2 separate regions of the Mus musculus genome follow, and region 2 is linked to region 1. The links are chromatin contacts, called in public Hi-C maps. All regions are on one chromosome and are shown on one strand. Each heading gives the region's core, a stretch centred on a gene start, on an enhancer-like site or on the middle of the called end of the contact. The rest is flanking DNA. Distances are from core to core; before and after follow the strand shown.

Region 1 (3,893 bases), core at 978-3,477:
AAAAAAAAACCATAACAAATTAACGGCTCAGAGGAAGGTGGGTGACAACTTGATGCTCAGTGGTGGGGTGCTTATCCCCATGTGCACAGACTTCAGTGTGCTGTAAAAGCAAAGTCATAGTGGACTTGGGCTGTGTGGGAGAAAGTGTTTAGGAAGCTACTGAGATAGTTATAAAATAAATCATTTGCATTTACCTTCTGCCTCTATAAACCTGCAAGGCCTACAAACACTCTGAGCAGAGTGAGGCTGGATATTCCAGCATCCAAAGGGTTAATGGCATTATAGCTTCAAAAGAGCCTATTGGCTCCCCCTCAAGGATGCCCTGCAGTTGTTGTGAGAGTCATCAGATGAAGTTAGCCTTCTCAGCTAGCCTTTAGATTTGTCTGTTAACAGTAGAAATGCTATAATAAATCGGTAACATATGTTGCCAGGCAGGGAAAAGTGGTAGACAAGAGCCTGGGAGACCAAGCCAAGTACCATGTGAAAGAATTCAAATTTCAATCTATTTGCTGCTAATTACCATCTGAAAAGTAATTTGAAAGTGTTGTTACTTGCTTATATTCTTCCTCATTTTTCTTTCTTTCTTTCTTTTTTTTTTCTCTTCAGATTGCTTTCTTACCCAAATTATCTCCGTGATTGCCTGTCCTGAGGCTTTGGGGTAAGTCCTAGTTTCCCACAACCCTAAGGAAGAATAAACCATGCAAAACATAAAGGATACCAAAAAGACTTATGGATCCTGATGTGTGCATTCTGTAAAACATACCTGGATGTGTTGGGGAGTGGATGCTGAAATGAAGACAAGGAGCTTGCTTTAGCAAGGATCAAAAGTGTGTGAAAGTGTGCACATGCAAACGAGGTCCCCACCCCAGGAAAGTCACCCTGGAATGGAAATGACAAAGCATGGAACACACACTATCAATTATTTTCACTAAGCACTTAAGATATAGAAAACAAAATCTGCTTTGGGAATTGACTGAATGTTTTATTTAGCTTTTTTATTGAGACATTCTTTGAAAAATGGCATGATGTAAATAGTTTTACAAAGCAACAGTATGATCAATCTCTAAACTAGAATATAAATCTAAGCTTTCATTAACTGCTGGTAGCCAGTTTAAATTGTGGTCTTGTCCATAGTGCCTATCTATCTATGTATGTCCAAGTTATATTAAAAACCTTTAAATGGCTTTGTAATATCAGCCACATCTAGCTATTATAATAATTAATGGTACTATTTTATAAATCAATACATGTATTCTTGATAAATTCATATCCAGATAATGGTGTAATTTAAATAAAAAATTAATGTAATAAAAGACACACAGAAATGGGCAGGAAATCTTTAAAGGTTAAGAGCCAAATTTGTCTAAATTCATTTGTAACCTGTTTTGGAAAAGTTTATATTTAAAATCAGTAGAGTTTTTACCTTGTTTCTGTAGAATGAACCTTGCTATTTCTAGGGTGGTATCTAGAACTGAATTTGTAATATATTTTCTGTTTAAGCAATTAAGTTTTAAGCACAGTTGGAATATGACAAATATCTTCCTGTTATTTTCTGTTTTGTGATTGTTAAATATTCTTCAGAAAAATAGAACGAAACAAATTGTAAGCCTTAGCCAGTTATTTATTTCTTTAATACACAAAATGAATGTAAATGTCTTTTAACAATATAAATGAACTGTCTGGAAAGCCCCAGAGCTATACACACAGTTTATTTAAGGGGCGAAGGACTGATCAGTTTGGTGAATTTCAGTGTGTGTGAGCTCTGCATTTTCTCTGCTTTCTCTTGGAATGAATGTCTCAAGGATTTTAGAAAGAAACAGAAAGTGCTTGGGAGAGACCGAAATGCATTTCTACACAGCACATGGGTAAAGAAACATGCCAGAGTAGAAGAATACATTATTGTTTAATCTAACAGATGCACATGGAAGAGATATTAAAGAATGACTACATTTAAAACAAACAACAGGAGGTAGTAAACTGTCAAATATAGCACCAAATCTTTCACAGTGTGCAGAGCGAGCACCTCACAAAAGCATAGCTTTCAGGATCCCTCTGTCCCGGCTGCCCTGCCATCCTCTCTGGGCAAGCAGCAGAAACCAGCCTGTAATCCACTGAGTGCTTTCTGACATTTTTTTTTCTTAACATTTCTCAGCTTTATCTAGAGGAGCAAAAGGGACATGTGCAGTTGCCTTTGACACTGATGGGTGTTTTAAAATGGAAGGGGGCGGGGGAGGAGCCTCAGCCAGTCACTTCATCCACATGCTACACGAACAATTGATATTTGCGGAAAGTTTACATTTCCAATGAAGCTGCCTTTTGAGGAATTCGTCTTAAGAAAGCTGCTATTTGACAGAGGGAAAGGAGACTATTCGGTGGTGATTACATGTTACTGTGCGCTCAGGTCCAAGTATTTAAAATGTATTGTGTTTTTCAAGGGAACCTGCAGCAAAATCACTCCTAAGAGGCTTAATTTAGGTTTTATAGGAGGAGCATAAAAAAGACTGGGTTATAGCAACATGCTGAAATATGGGGTACATTTTAAATATCTTCATTTAAAAACGTATGTTTATTTTCCCTCCTGGGATCACTAAGGGTAGGTCTCAACAGAAAGCAAGGGCATGTGACATTCTTAAAAAATTGTATCGTGAAAGGATCACATTCCAGGGTAGGTTTGGGCATTTTTATTAGCCCAGATAACCTCTTAATTATGTCACTGCCTCCACTTGTTAATCAGAGACATTCAGCACAGTTAACCACACAGTCAGTACCTTTAGGAGCCTCCGTTCTTACTAAAGATCAGAAGCACATTTTATTCCTGTCATTGTATTATTGCATATATGATTAGCACTGCTCCAATCCGCTCTGCTTGCTTTAAATACATACCCCCTACGAAAGTGTTGAGCTGCTTCCCAGTGTCATCACTTCAAGCTGTGCAACCCCCATAAAGCTTGAAGGAACAGATCACATTCCCTCTCTCTGCCCATGCCCCTCACAGTTCCTATTCGGATCAATTTGAGATTTCTTCTGCAGCCGCCAGGGCTGAGAGCAAGGTGTAAGTGGAGTAAATAAAATCACCGTTGCTTTATCAACCCTCCCAGGTAGTTTTTCTGCCAGCCAGCCTGCGCTGTTAAGACCCATAAAGTTATGCAATAGCAACGACTTCCTCCAAGGTTCTCTAATCAGATAATGGCTGATGTAGGAAGAGAAGAGCCCAAGGCGGTGTGGCTGGCACTTAACACTGCGGTTGGTCATTACTTGTCTCGTAGAGACCAATAAACAACTGATTACTATCCTCTAAGAAGCCAATATTCAACATCCGCCCCATTCCCTTTTCTCCTTTTCTTCTGGACTTCATTTTGCAGTAAGTATTTGTCAAAAAGATCAATGAAAAATAGCCTCCTAGGTACCTTAAAAATAAGAATTTTGCTAGCTTGTAACATTGCCTTTTTTGGAAAAGTGAGAATGATTCTTTCTTTCTTTCTTTCTTTCTTTCTTTCTTTCTTTCTTTCTTTCTTTCTTTCTTTCTTTCTTTCTTTCTTTCTTTCTTTCTTTCTTCCCCAAGAACAAAGCTTACAATCCATTTGTTTCAGCCATGGACACACCCAGACTTCACCCCCCTCCTCCTCTAACCCCTTCCTCTCTGATGACAGGCTCACCTCACCCACTGCAACCAAGAGGGTTTAAAATGCAAATATTTATATTTGAGCTCAGGCAATAACAGAGCTATTTTGCTTCCTCCATAAGTCTGTGATAATTGATGCCTCATATGTGGGTCTGTGTTTCATTTATCTCCTTACATACGAAGATAGTATATAAATACAAGATAATTTACAGAAAGAAACTGGTCATTTGAGATAATAATCCTAAATTTGACTGTTTGACTCCATTATATT
Region 2 (4,206 bases), core at 1,062-3,561, 110 kb before region 1:
CCGCTCCGCTCCTATTCTTTTTTCCTTCCTCATTTGGGGAGGGGTGTAATATTCAGACATATAGTGTTTCAACCTCGCAATAACCACCCACATTCAGAACTTACTTTGATCTATGTTTGGCCTGTGGGGATGAAAATATACCTGACAATGAATTGGGGGTGGAAAAAAAAACCCTCAGAGAAAATGTGTGTGTGGGGGGGCGGGGGGGGGAGGGGGGGAGGGGGCACTCCCTGGAGGTCCTAAGGAAGGTGCGCCCGAAGCAAGCTCAGCACCACAGACAACCTCAACCCTTAGCTGGAGGAGGAAAAGGGGACAGAGGGAGAGATGCAGGCAGCAGGCTGCTCCTGTAACTTTGTAGGCTGTGTAAGGGATGTTGTTCAGGGGCAGAAAGCTAGGACAGTTCTCTTTTACAGTATTGCAGTCATTCTAACACAACTTTACCTTTGAGTTCCCCTGATTTCCAAAAGCTCATAAATTATTATCTTCAGAGCCTTCAATATTTCTTTGCGTATTTTGTAAGTGGATTGCGGAGGCCATTTATGAAGCAAAATGACACAACTTTTAATCTTTTGAACATGAAAGTATATCCAGTCAAGTTTCCTTCTCAAAATAACGAAAAATAACAAAAAAAGAAATTAAGCTGATTACATGAAAAAGTAACAAGTGTTTTGCTCTCAGCCTGGCCAGTCGCCTGTTCACTTCAAAGGATGATAAACTAATGGTTTCCAGAGTTTACAAGTAATTAAGCTATTACTTGGGGGGGGGGTGATTTATGTAACAGCTCTATTCACAGAACTTTCTACAGAGGCTAGCCTGAGAAAAATCTTCAGAGACACAGATTTTAATAATTAACGATGAAAACTATTTTCATTTAAAAAACATTGGAAGAAGTAAGGTGATACAGGTTTTCTATGTCATACACGGAAGTCATTGGGGGAAGTAAGAGGAAAATGAAGATACAATAGTCTCTCTAAAATATCAGAAAGAGAGCTAAGCTTTTCAAAAGTTGGATTTTAAACCTTAATTCACATTAATTCATCTAAATGTCAGAGACATAAGATATATGTCTATACTTTTAGAATTCTAGAAAAGAAAAATAAAACTCCAAAGAATTTTATCCTTTATAGGTCTGCTTTTGGTATCTGGGTAACAAGAAACGAGTTTTACAAAATAAGTGAATTATTTGATCACACATTAAGATAAAGAGAATGTTTAAAAACTGTTTGAAAAAAATCACTGCAAGCCTGTTATTGTTAAAGTAATTAGGTTTCCACAAATTAAGAGCGAAACAATATTCACTTCAAAATAAGGACTTTAAAAAGAAATGGTATATTTTGTAAAGTTGAGTAAAATGTATGGCACTTTTACAGGTACTTGTAATATATCTAATAACTTATGATTTTACCTTTAATTCTGTGTGTTTGCCTTGCTGTGTAGACCAGGGTGGTCTGGAACTTGTGGCAATCCTGTCTTCTGTTTCCTGAAGGCAGGAATTATAGGTGCGCAATCCCACAGCTGGCACTATTTACTACTTTAAGGTAAGTTTCTATAACATTGTCCCAGCTCTGTTCTATGACACAGAAAAGGACTGATTCACATAAAAAAATTAAAAATAATAGTATATTTATGATGGGAGAAAATGATTTCAAAGAATAACAGCAAGATGTAAATATGAAACTATAAGAGAGTATACGTAAGGTCTTATTTGTAGTTAAAAAGTTGGAAAAATTAAAATGTGTGTTGATTCAGCATCCATACTGCTGATCACAAAAATCTTGAGTGGGTTCTACCAAACATAAGGGATTTGCACTTGTTTTAGCATAGCAACACATAAAAATGAAGAAAACAAGCCACAGAAAGAAAACAAACACATGAAACAAACAAGCAAACAAAGAACAGAGCTTTGCAGGTAAATTTCTTCTCAACTAACAATCTGGATTTTTGTGGATTATACATGTAAAATGTTCTGCATGACGCAGGGTCTCGATGGCTTTGTGGACTTTCCATAAATCATGACCATTTCCATGTCTCACAGGTCAGAGTGTCTGATTCAATGTGTGCTGTGATAATTTCCTTTGATTCTAATAGACTAACAGTTCATTATTGCAAAGCAGTGCCGAAGCATGGGCTATGGGATCTCAATTGTCTACCACCTTGCAGTAATTGCCTTCTGGACACAAGGCACCCTGGGATGCACTTGTGGACACTTAGCTATTTCTACTAGCTTCATTAAAGGAAGACAATGGTGACTTTGTTACAATTGGCACCTGCAATATTTCACAGGACATAAGAGCCTTACCTTGCCAACTCAGCAGCTACTGTGATTCACACTAGACCAGGAAGTCAACTCCAGGCAAATTTGTAAGACGAATATGCTGTTATGATTAAGAAAAAGGAATTATTCTTTAACATCCTGCCAGAATCTTCCGAGGACAATTAGTAGTCTGTTTTCTGATTTCCTTGTGGTCAAAGCAGTGCTGTATTAAAGCGTGCAATGATTATTTGATGTTGTAATATAATGGTTAAGAGTTTTATAATATGCTAATATAAAATGTCCATGCTAGCATAATACACTTAGAAAAATATTTGTGTGCCATACCTTTGGATTAGTTAAAATGTCAGATGGCTAGCTTAGTGACTAGGCTTTTAGGCACTTTGGTCAGTAATTCTGACTTAATAGAATACCTGAAACATATCTTCAGTGGATCTGCTTCCCGACCGTTAAATTTTATTCATATATATTTATTTTGAAAATGACTTTGCACTACAGAAAATGATGAGCTGTTTTAAACTATACAACATTCCAGTCCAGAGAGAGGGTCAGACTTTTTTTTTTTTTTCCCTAGTGGAACCTGGACTTAGAAGGGATTGCTAATTGCTCTCAAAATTCTAGGGATCTCTTAGAATTTGAAAACAATTAAAAAGTTTTTTTACTTGCTTAGTTACCAGAAGCAAATGAAAATGCCTTCATGTTTCAAAGCCTTCTCTCAGAGTCATGATGCAGTTATTGCCTGATTCCTGGGCTATAGTGAAATAGAAGGTGCTTTTACCAATTGCCGGGTGGTGATCAGAGAGACCAGAAACAACATGACATATATAAAGAGAAAAAGTGCTTCTAGCTCCTGACTTATTACCACCTCTTACCCCTCTGGAGCTAGAAAGGAAATGCTAATGCTTAATTTATTTTTAAATTTTGTGTTATTCTACACGGGGTCCTGTCCTAAATCCTTTCAAACTTTTAGCATACCACATTAAACATTAAACAACAACAATAACAACAAAATTAACGAGTTTTGTGTTTTGAAACCGTGAAAATCCAGTGTATAATCTAAGCAATGAGAAGGACATTGGAGATTCTGAGATTACCTGCCCATTGTCCCTATCCTGAGAGCTGCTCATAGGGTACAGCTGATAAGAAACCACAACACCAACCTATAAGCCATCCTTGCTGTGAGCACACAGACTTTAACTCAACAAGCAGGAGAAAGGGAGCCACCGAATGCCTCTGTGGTGGGCTGAGATAGATGTCAGTTTTGTATTAGAGTTCTGTTGAGCAGAAACCCTTCTGTTTATTCAAGGTCAGGAATTTAATGCACGGAATTGGATACAAAGAGGCCAACCAGATGTTAGTATGTCAACTCAGAGGTGAACAATAGCAGGAAATCATTACCAAACCTGGACTGGACAGAGAGTGCGAGAGGAGCAGATTCCAGCAGGCAAGCTCAGGCTGTGACAGGCATAACCAGGGTAAGCAGATACAGTGGAGAAGTAGGAGGGAAAAGAGAAACAAGCCGCATTCTGGAGTGTTTGCAACATGGAGTAGAATGCACAAGGCAGAGCATTGAAGGGGAACAGTTCCAGAAATAATGTGGCTTCCTGGTGACTATCACCACCAGCCTTCTGATTTCATGTTTCTAACTGCAAGGCTCCCCTATTAATTTTGGAATGTGGTTATTTGTAAATGTTAAAGAAGGCATGTGTGTGTCAAGGAGAGTATTTGAAGAAGTGTCAGTGAATTGAGAGAGAAAGTAGTTTATAATTACAAGTACCCAAGGAAGTCAAAACCAAGAGGCAGATATAGGACATAAGTTGAAAACTGAAAGAGCTGAGGGCATAAAATAGCTTAGTGACTTTTGTAAAATATTCACCAGTTAACATTATTAACTTTCTTAGTCTCATAGATTTTAGGGGTAACACCATGGAAAT

What was found. Hi-C and Micro-C count contacts between places; a contact is called where the count stands out from the background.
Region 2: a contact with region 1 is called in a Hi-C map of cerebellum, with 4 times the contacts expected there. The contact joins two enhancer-like sites. A contact is called at or near these places in 29 of 484 Hi-C or Micro-C datasets (LSK cells, Sertoli cells, brain and 16 more), 9 of 115 datasets of contacts at active chromatin or transcription factors (craniofacial prominence, differentiating embryonic stem cells, embryonic basal ganglia and 6 more) and 1 of 9 other capture datasets (embryonic tail).

The regions. Positions count from the first base shown.
Region 1 is chr11:18,753,210-18,757,102 of GRCm38.p6, reverse strand. All of the region lies in intron 1 of Gm31674 (a long non-coding RNA gene), which reads right to left. It overlaps Gm28401 (a long non-coding RNA gene), which reads left to right. Exons shown (of 2, transcript XR_872259.2): 2 at 607-1,606. Among named protein-coding and RNA genes, the nearest start is that of Gm31674, 7.1 kb to the right of the region's middle. Within about 2 kb of position 2,227, at least 20 of the 459 cell types and tissues checked have an H3K27ac peak or open chromatin away from gene starts, as enhancers often do. A contact at or near this core is called in cerebellum, where this site is marked.
Region 2 is chr11:18,865,881-18,870,086 of GRCm38.p6, reverse strand. It overlaps 8430419K02Rik (a long non-coding RNA gene), which reads left to right. Exons shown (of 4, transcript XR_003949854.1): 2 at 1,438-1,538. Among named protein-coding and RNA genes, the nearest start is that of 8430419K02Rik, 9.6 kb to the left of the region's middle. Within about 2 kb of position 2,311, at least 13 of the 459 cell types and tissues checked have an H3K27ac peak or open chromatin away from gene starts, as enhancers often do. A contact at or near this core is called in cerebellum, where this site is marked.